Regions from separate parts of the Sus scrofa genome. Here region 2 is linked to region 1. The links are chromatin contacts, called in public Hi-C maps. All regions are on one chromosome and are shown on one strand. Each heading gives the region's core, a stretch centred on a gene start, on an enhancer-like site or on the middle of the called end of the contact. The rest is flanking DNA. Distances are from core to core; before and after follow the strand shown. Region 1 holds the start of DNPH1 (2'-deoxynucleoside 5'-phosphate N-hydrolase 1). Region 2 overlaps PTK7 (inactive tyrosine-protein kinase 7).

What was found. A called contact is a pair of places that touch in the nucleus more often than the background predicts.
Region 2: a Hi-C map of alveolar macrophages shows a contact between it and region 1, with 2.6 times the contacts expected there. The contact joins the enhancer-like site here to the promoter of DNPH1 in region 1. A contact is called at or near these places in 1 of 5 promoter capture datasets (liver), 12 of 47 Hi-C or Micro-C datasets (alveolar macrophages, blood, epiblast stem cells and 5 more) and 1 of 2 datasets of contacts at active chromatin or transcription factors (alveolar macrophages).

The regions. Positions count from the first base shown.
Region 1 is chr7:38,264,222-38,268,934 of Sscrofa11.1, reverse strand. DNPH1 (2'-deoxynucleoside 5'-phosphate N-hydrolase 1) reads left to right here and starts at 1,574. Exons shown (of 4, transcript XM_021098744.1): 1 at 1,574-1,875; 2 at 4,432-4,500; 3 at 4,664-4,713. The coding sequence starts at 1,596.
Region 2 is chr7:38,204,110-38,209,025 of Sscrofa11.1, reverse strand. PTK7 (inactive tyrosine-protein kinase 7) reads right to left here. Exons shown (of 20, transcript XM_005666019.3): 20 at 3,364-4,376. The coding sequence ends at 4,216. Among named protein-coding and RNA genes, the nearest start is that of SRF, 6.7 kb to the left of the region's middle. Within about 2 kb of position 2,940, at least 1 of the 83 cell types and tissues checked has an H3K27ac peak or open chromatin away from gene starts, as enhancers often do. A contact at or near this core is called in alveolar macrophages, where this site is marked.

The sequences.
Region 1 (4,713 bases), core at 325-2,824:
TGCAGGTGAGATCCTCACTGTGGCAAGAACCAGAGGAAGGTGTGATGGCGGGAGGGGGGGTTGCCCATCGAGGGAGCCTGGCACCTGAGGGGCCTCCTAAGGATGCACGTGTGACTGGGAGTGAGAAGGTGCCCGGGGCCCTGGTGCACAGCTGAGCACACACACGTTTGCCCCTTGGTCCCCGTCTTTGGAGCTGGGCCCATCAGAGGACAGAGATGGTCTAAGGCCTCCTTGCCTTCTCTGTGTGTCTTTGCATTTTTAAAAGTTGTTACTGTGTTTGCTCTGTCACCTCACGGTTTTGGTACTTCACAGTTAATCAGGAAGAATTCATGGGACACCACGGACGGAGGCTCCTCTGGAATATGGAACTGGGCTCTCAGGCTTCCTTTGCACTGCGTGCTCTCTTGTTCCACTTGAACGTCTGGTTCTAAATTTGTTTCATTTTCACCATAAAATGAGGGGGAATCATTGTGATGAGCAGCGAGCCATGGTGTGTCTCCCCCAAGACCTTGCTTGAGCAGATTAGAAGGTGCCTTCAAAAGCCGCTTCTCTCTGCACCCACTCATTCATTCAGGACATAGGTGATAAGTGTTTCCTACATGCCAGGCACAGTTCTGAAAGCTGAGGATACAGCAGTGAACAAACAGATGAAAATCCCTGCCCTCCTGGGGGCTTAGATTCTACCGAGTATAGAAAGACATAGAACAAAATTAATTTATTAAGCGTCCCCTCGTGCCCAGCGGCTTAAGGATCTGGCATTGTCACTGCAGCAGCGTGGGTACTTGCTGTGGCTTGGGTTGGATCCCTGGCCCGGGAACTTGTGCATTTCAGGAGCACAGCCAAAATAATAATAATAATAAACAATTTGGTACAGGGGAGGAGAAAGGACAAGGCAGAGGAGGGGGTGGGGTGGGGGACTGCCCTCTGGAAGAAGGGGGTCAGGGAAGATGACCTGAACAGCCTTGGAGGAGGTGAGCACGTGACCAGGGAGCTCTGAGGAACAAAAGGCTGCAGGGCACAGCAGAGGCAAAGGATCGGAGACAAGAGCACGACCAGCTTGCCTGAGGAACAGCCAGGAAGGCAGAGTGGCTGCAGAGAAGTCAGTGAGCTAATGGCCCTGGGACGAGAGAAGTGAGAGGGTCACCAGAGCCTGTGGGGCTGATGGGCCCCTGTGGGGGGTTGGGTGTGACCCCACGTGAGATGGGAGCCCTTGGAGGGTTTGGCTGAGGAGGGTCAAGGCCTAAGCAATGAGTGTTCCCAGGGTCACCCTGCAGGAGACCAGACTGTGTAGCAGGAAAGTGGGGAGCCTGTGAGGACGCTGCTGAGAGAGGGAGTGGAGGCTTGGAGGAGGGTGGCTGAGTGGAGGTGGTGGGTGTGTGACCAGGCAGGACCCAGAGGGGGTTTTCCCTGGACAGGCCTCTCCCCATACCCATAGGCTCTGATTTAGCTCCTCGCTGGATAATCGTATCTGCTGCGCGTTTCCTGCGTTGTTTTACAGATTCTAAACCACCAGCACGTGGAAGAAATTGACTACTTGATGATCCTGAGCAGGTAACGCCCCCCCACCCCCAGCGTCTGGCTCCTAAGGATTGACGATGTTAACTCCTGGGGCACCGCGCCCTGTTGCCTACCTCGCCTTGGCCAATCAGGCAATTACTCAAGAGCTGATCCTACACCCTGGGGCGTCCCCCGCCCCCCTCACCTGGCCTTTAAAAATGTTTTCCTTAACCCCAGGGTGGGGTTTTTCATGTTTTGAGGTCCTGCTTAGCGCGGTGCATGATGGCTCCACTTCCCTTCACCACCACGAGGTGGCAGTAAATTGGCTTTTCTGCGTCAGGGGCCAATTTACCAGGATCCAAGGCTGGTTCCTAACAGGTGTGCATGTGAGTCTATGACTGGAGAGGAGCGCCGCTGGAAGCTGTGGTCGGGTAGGACGTAGGGTTTGATGAAGAGTCAAGAATGTCTTCCAGGTCGGGACGGTGGGGGGTGAACAGTTGAGAGGAATGAGTCGCCATCGGCAGAAACGGGCTTTCCTGGGGTGGAGGGCTGCCAGGAGCAGTGGGTGAGATGGGAGGACCTTTCCTCCCGCTTGGACAAGTTAAAGAAGTACCGGGAGTAGGTGAGCTCCCAGCTGTGTCTGCCTAGCGCGCCTTCGTTTCAAAGGTGTGGTCACTCACAGACCCCAGCCGAGCCGGGGGCGGGGCTGGGCCTGGTCACGTGAGGGGGAGGGGGCACAGGGCAGCGTGATGGCCGCAGAGGCGACACCAGTGGTTGGAGCGCTGAAGGGTGGGGATCTCCCGGGGCCCGGGCAGAAGCCCCAACCGGCTCGTCGGGCCTTGTATTTCTGCGGGAGCATCCGTGGAGGACGCGAGGACCAGGCACTGTACGGGCGGATCGTGTCGCGGCTGCGGCGCTTTGGGGCTGTGCTTACGGAACACGTGGCCGCAGCCGAGCTGAGCGCGCGCGGTGAGGCCGCCGGGCGCGGGCCAAGGGGAGGGCGCCGGCGGTGTCGGGTCCGGGCGTTGGCCCCCCTCCTGCTGAGTGCTTCCGGCAGCGCCCCTGCCCGAGAAGGAAAGGGCCCGGGGTCAGATGGCGTGTACGTCGCAATGCACCGGCCCTGTGAGCCCACTCCTCCCATGCAGTTAGTCTCCCCTTTGGTTCCTTTTTGGAGAACTTTCTTGGGCTCTTTCCAGACGCGTTTGTAGGGAGCAGCTGAATGGGAGTGGGCCTCGCCTGGCTGCACATCCCTCCTATAGAGAACGAAGCTCACCTGCCTTTACCCCTCTTTGGCGTGGAGGTATCAGCCCTCCCTCAGACCCGGGGACCCCTGTTCCTGAGACCACCGTCCCTCCCAGGCCCCCTGATTGGGCTGTTACTAATGCATCCTGCTCGTTCTGCTGGGTTGGCTTGGTTTCTGGACAGCTTTCTACTTAGGAAATGGCGCCAGAATTCTTGTACTTCTCAGAAAACCTTAAGTGTTTCCCTTGCCCCATTTAGGGGCAGATTTAGGTTTGTGCGACCTAATGCAGTCCTGAGAAACCTTTTATTTTTGTCCGCACCTGCAGCATATGGAAATTCTCAGGCCAGGGATTGAATCCTACTGGGGAGAGCTGCAGCAATGCAGGATCCTTTAACCCACTACACTGGGCCAGGAAGCAAACCTGCACCTCCACAGAGACCTGAGCTGCTGCAGTCGGATTCCTAACTCACTGTGCCACACAGCGCACTCACAACGTGGGATCTTCATTCAACTGAGCCCCCAGAGAATCCCCACCCCCACCCCAATACCTCTTTAAAAGAGAAAATCACAAAATGGTAAGGGCTTTGGAGTTCCTGTTGTGATTCAGTGATAACCAACCCAGCTGCTACCCATGAAGATGTGGATTCAACCCCTGGCCTGCCTCAGTGGGTTAAGGATCTGGTGTTGCTGTGAGCTGTGGTGTAGGTTGCAGACACTGCTAGGAACTGGTGTTGCTGTGGCTATTGCATAGGCCGCTGGATGCAACTCCAATTTGACAGCAAGCCCTAGAACTTCCAAATACTGCACATGCAGCCCTTAAAAAAAATAATAAAAATTGCTAGGTCTTTGGGAAGGGGCTGTGCCAGCCAGGGACCCTGAGGCTTAAGGTTCCTTGGTTTCAGGGCCTGTCCCCCCTGCCTGGTGGTTCTCCACCTTCACTGAGCTCAGCCATCATGTGAGGGAGCTTGTTGAAAAGGCAGATTCTGGGATAAAGCCTCCAAGGCCATCTGTAGCAAGCTCTCCAGGATTCTGCTCTGACTTGGTGGCTGGGAGCCTGCTCTGCGCCTCGGGGATGACACTGACTCAAGCTGGAGCACTGGGATCCTTGCCCTGTGCCCCCAGCACCTCTCCTGCCTGCCTTCAGGCCACCTGCTGCTGCTGCTGGTTACACTTGGCCTTCAGGCGCTGGTTCTCCGACTTTGTGGGGTGTGATGAGAATCAGCTGGAAGGCTCAGGAAGCAGCCTGGGCTCGGGGCCCCCTGGGTCTTGGTCGTTTGAGCAAGTTCTCAGCTAGATTCTCATGCCTCCCAAAGCTGAAGAGCCTCTGAGGCTCTAGGTGCCTTGGGCGGCCAGTCTCTGGCTGCTGCCTGCCCTCCCCGCACCTGGGATGCCCGTTCCCCTCCTGTCCCCTCTGATGCCTGACCCGCAGTGAGTTCCTGCTTCCCCTTGCCTGGACCACTCCTCTGGCCCTGACCACACGTCCCACCTTGCACAGGACTGCGTTTTTCTTGTGGGCTGTTCCACACCCTCCCTGTTTTCACAGAGCCCTCGTGTTGGGTGGGCCCCTGGCTGTCATCTGTCACGTCTTCCCGCCTTCCCTGAGCAGGGGGATCCTGGGTTGCCAAGGGCCGAGGGGAGTGCTTGAGGAGCAGGGCGGGGCAGGCCCCTGACCAGCTCTGCCTCAACCACAGGAGAGGAGGCTGCTGCGGATGACAGAGCCATCCATGAGCGGGACCTGGCCTGGCTGCAGCAGGCAGATGGTGAGTGGCCCTCCTAACTCCCCTGGGGTGTCAGGTCCCCGGGAACACCCTGGCCTCCCCACCTGGCAGAGACTCCCCAGAGCTCCCTCCTCACCACAGCCAGACTCTGCCATGGCTCCCTTCCCGGCCCGAGGGTGAGCCTTGGTCCCCTCTTTCTTCCCAGTGGTTGTGGCAGAAGTGACCCAGCCCTCTCTGGGTGTCGGCTACGAGCTG
Region 2 (4,916 bases), core at 1,691-4,190, 61 kb after region 1:
AAGGGGACCCAGTCACACATACACATATACATTCCTTTTTCTCACATTATCATGCTCCATCATAAGTGACTAGACATAGTCCCCAGGGCTATACAGCAGGATCTCATTGCTTATCCATTCCAAAAGCAATAGTTTGCATTCATTAACCCCAAATTCCCAGTTGATCAGTATTACTTTTGTGCAAACTTCTTCTCCCTTAAAATTAAGCAGGGGTTCCCTGGTGGCCTAGTAGTTAAGGATCCAGCTTTGTCACTGCTGTGGCTCAGGTCACTGCTGTGGCTCAGGTTCAGTCCCTGGCCTGGAGACTTCTACATGCTGAGGGCACAGCCCAAAAAATTGAGCAAAATAGAAACAGGGCAGAGGTACAATAAAGAGATTTTGGTGACGGGCTGCAGTGGGGGGGGTGCACAGGGAAGAGGGCTCATGACAGTACAGGATTCCAAGGATGGCTGTTCTCCAAACAGTAGTACCAATAATGCAAACAGGGAACATGGCTGGAGGAGCAGGTTTGGAAGAGAGATGAATTCAGTTTGGGTCTAGGAAAACAGGTGGAGGGAAATATTCTGCAAAAGAAGGGGAGTGTGAGTCTGAAGCTTGAGGTAGAGGCTGGAATTGGAGCTAATGCTTTGGGAACTGTCCGCACGGAAGGGCCAGTGAAACCACCCAAGGTAAGATGTGATTGCCAAGGCTGAGAAGGTTGAGAGAAGGCAGCCAGGGACAGAATCCAGGAGGATAGCCATCTCTGGGGCAGGCAGGAGAAGGAAGCCACAACCAGGGCTGGGGAAGGGCTGGTCAGAGAAGGTGGACGCGGCATACCGTCATCAAAGGCAAGAGAGGAGAGTCAAAAAGGCAGATGGGGCCAGCAGCATCAGCCACCGCAGAGTGGTTGAGGAAGACCAGGAGTGAGAAGAGGCTTAGTGACTAATGACCTTCTAGAGCAGTGCCTTGCAATACTTCTGGATACAACCCACAGCAGGAAATCATTTTTACATTGCAACTTGGGGTGAACTGGATTATAGCTCCTAATTTTCACACCTTGTGTTAGAATTAGACAGCCACATCCTTCGCTCTCACATCCTGCAGGTGCTGATATTAGTGTTTTGTTTTTGTTTTGGTTTGGTTTTTTTTGGCCATGCCCATGGCATGCAGAGGTTCCCAGGCCAGGGATTGAACCCTTGCCATAGCAGCAACCCTCGCCATAGCAGTGACAATGCTGGATCCTTAACCCCCTGAGCCACCAGGGAACTCCTGATATTGGGTGTTGACATGATACTTACTTTGGCTCATAAAATGTTAATACACTGCTGCTTTTATTTATTTACTTTGTTGTCTTTTTAGGGCCCCATCCGAGGCATATGGAGGTTCTGAGGCTAGGGGTCAAATCCAAGCTGCAGCTGCCAGTCCACACCACAACCACAGCAAAGCCAGATCCAAGCCGTGTCTATGACCTACACCATGGCTCATGGCAACGCAGGATCCTTAACCCGAGTGAGGACAGGGATCGAACGTGTATCCTCATGGATACTAGTCAGATTTGTCTCCTCTCAGCCATGATGGGAACTCCAACTTATGCTTTTAAATGTGCTGACAAGATCTGGCTGGACTTCTTGTGCTCTAGAACTAGAGCATTGCTCTGGGGCCGGCAGATTAGACCCAAGACAGACCCATGGTCTGCTGCCGAGCCCGGGTGAATCAGCTAAGTCCAGCCAAGACCAACTTGCAGATCTGTGAGTGAGAAAAATAAATGGTTGTTGTAAGTGACCGAGATTTTTGGGGTTGTTATGCAGTAGCAGCACTCAAATAACTAATATATAAGCTAACATACACAAATACATATCAAATATAACAAAATTTTGCAAAACAATTATCTACCCTTAAGGTATACCGTCTACTTTGATAGTTTTTATTGTATTTCATTTATTTTTTTATTTTTCAATTAAAAAAATTTTTTTTTCTTTTTACGGCTGCACCTGCAGCATATGGAAGTTTCTATGCTAGGGGTGGAATTGGAGCTGCAGCTGCTGGCCTCTGACACAGCCACAGCCAACATCCACTGAGCCAGGGATAGAACTCGTATCCTCACAGACACTAACCCACTGAGCCACAAAGGGAACTCCATGTTTCATTTTTTAAAAATACTGGTTACAACCCAGTTTGAAAGGCATTGCTCTAGAGAAATTGTTGTGTTTCTTTTGCTTTTTAGGGCTGCATCTGCAGCATATGGAGATTCCCAGGCTAGGAGTCCAATCAGAGCTACAGCTGCTGGCCTACACCAGAGACACAGCAATGCAGGATCCGAGCTACATCAGTGACCTACACCGCAGCTCATGGCAACAGCAGATCCTTAACTCCCTGAGTGAGGCCAGGGATCGAATCTGCAACCTCATAGTTCCTAGTCGGATTCATTTCAATGAGAATTCCCAAGAAATTGTTCCTAGTTGATTTTTTTTTTTTCACTCCGACACACCTGAGGGACATACCATACTGTATATCTACAAGAGAGGCTCACTTACCAGTTGTGCAACATTGGGGAAACAACCTGGCCTCCCTAAGCTTCAGTTTCAAAAAAAAAAAAAAAAAAGCCTTGATTTCCTAATCTGTGAAATGCGAACAATGAGATCTGGCTAAAAGAGTAGTGGCAGAAACTCAATGAGATAATTCACCTTAGGTGCTCAGCAAAGTGACAGGTACAGAATGAGGTGCTTTTTGGTTTTTTGGGGGGTTTTTGGGGCTGCACCCACAGCATATGGAAGTTCCCAGGCCAGGGACTGAATTTGAGCCACAGCTGCCATAGCAGGAACTCCCAGAGCGAGTATTTCATAAACATTAGCTGGTATGTTCATGACTAAGAAATCTGGTGAGGAACAGAAAGAACTAAAGCAATTCCAGAGGTGAGGGGAACTGTGCTCAAGTTACTATAAGGCAGAGAGGACAGCTGATGACACGAGGTCTGGCTAACGAAGAGGAAGGAACGAAACCAGCAGAGGGCTGAGAGCCCTGGCGCGTGTGGCATTAAGCGCATCTTTGTTCAGTTCCATTATTTCCATCACCCTCTTAGTCTTCAAGGGATTCAGAGACATGACTGTATCAGTTAAGTCCTCAGTCCTCCTCTAACTAGTCACCTCCTTGTGCTTCCACCTGAGCCGGAGCACCAGGCCAGCCAGTGGAGAATAATTCGCTGGCATCAGGGTCACAGGAAACAGGAGGTGGCCTCGCCTCCTCCAGGCCCACATCCTCAACTGCTCCACGAGCCAGCGGAGGGTCCAGCCCCTCCAGACTCTAGGAAGGCACGTGGCCCCTTCTGCTAAGTGAGGGAAGAAGGCACATCATTCTGGGCAATGGTAAGGAATGGACATCAGAAGCGGGCTGTAAAAAAGGCTTCTTTATTGAGAGCAGCGAGTGTAAAAAAAAAAAAAAACCAAAAAAAAAAAAACAAAACCCAAAAACAAACAACAAGAACATCAATAAAGGTGTGAGGCAGAGGCGGCCCACTCTCCCATCTCCTCCAGGACCCACCCCTACCTCCCAGGCCCTCCCACCCCACGCTGCAATTACATACAAAAGCCGCCCCGCGGTGCATACAAAAGGGGCGGGTTATATAGTGTCAAAAGCTCCTGAAAACTCCTTCATCTGCCAGGCACTTAGGATGAGAAAAGGAGAGAAGGGTAGGGAGGGGGCATGGGTCTGGGTCGGAGTGGGAGGGTACAAGTCCACGCACGGAGGACGCACTGGCTGGGTCCTCCGTGATCCTAGTGCAGATCCCAGAGTGGGCCCCGTGGGCCAGAACGATCCAGGAACTTGAGTAGATTAAGGACCTATACCCAACCCAGCTCACCTCCAGCCTAGCCCGCCCTGGATGAAGTTGGCAGGTGAGTGGCGAACTGGACCTGGTCATGGGGAGGAGACCCAGGCCAGAAACTGGAGTTACCTGAGGCACCCACACTGTCCCTGATGGGGAAAAGGGTGGCAGAGAAAGCTGCTCAGCCCGAGGCCCCAGTCACCCAGTCTGGGTCTGAATCCACCTCCCCGAGGGCAGAGGGTGAGGAAAAAGGAGAAAGCCCAGGCCCTGCCAGACCTCAGCAGTGCCTGCGGTGCCAGGGCGGGGCCCCTGGGGCCCGGGAGGACGGGATTCTTGCCCATCATGCTGCGGGCACCCCTCAGGAGGTCCTCCTCTGCCCACGCCATCCTGAGGCACAGCCTGCCTGGGCTCTCTCCTCACGGCTTGCTGTCCGCAGAGCTGTCTCCCAGGGCGTTGGCGATCTCGCTGAAGGAGGGCCGGTCCTTGGGGCTGAGGGCCCAGCAGCGCTGCATCAGCCGGTAGAGCTTGGAGGGGCAGCCCTCAGGCTGCGGGAGTCTGGCCTTCCCAGCCTGCAAATCTGCAGAAGGATGGTGGGAAGAGGGTCTTGTCAAAACAGTTAACCACTCCCGTCCAATAATCTGTGGAGCCTGCCATTCCCGCAGGTGGCCACGTGAGGGAGACTCGGAGGTGAGGGTGCTGGCCAGTGCTGGGGAGCAGGACTTAAGAAAGAGTTTATATATCAGACAGAACTTAGAATAGATTTACAAGGAGATCCTGCTGAATAGCATTGAGAACTTTGTCTAGATACTCATGTTGCAACAGAACAAAGGGTGGGGAAAAAAATGTAATTGTAATGTATCCATGTAAGGATAACTTGATCCCCTTGCTGTACAGTGGGAAAATAAACATAAAAATAAAAATAAAAAAGAAGGAGTTTATGGCAAATATCTTGGAACCAAAAGAAGCGAACACCCCTCTGTGGCTGGTGGGGGCAGGGTCCACGCAGCACAAGAAGCAGCCAATGCCAGGCGCTGAAGTAGGGTCAATAAGCAGCATCAGAGTGGCTGAAGTGAGCCCTGCGGGCGAGGGCTTTTCACCCACCAGGATGATGGTGTTC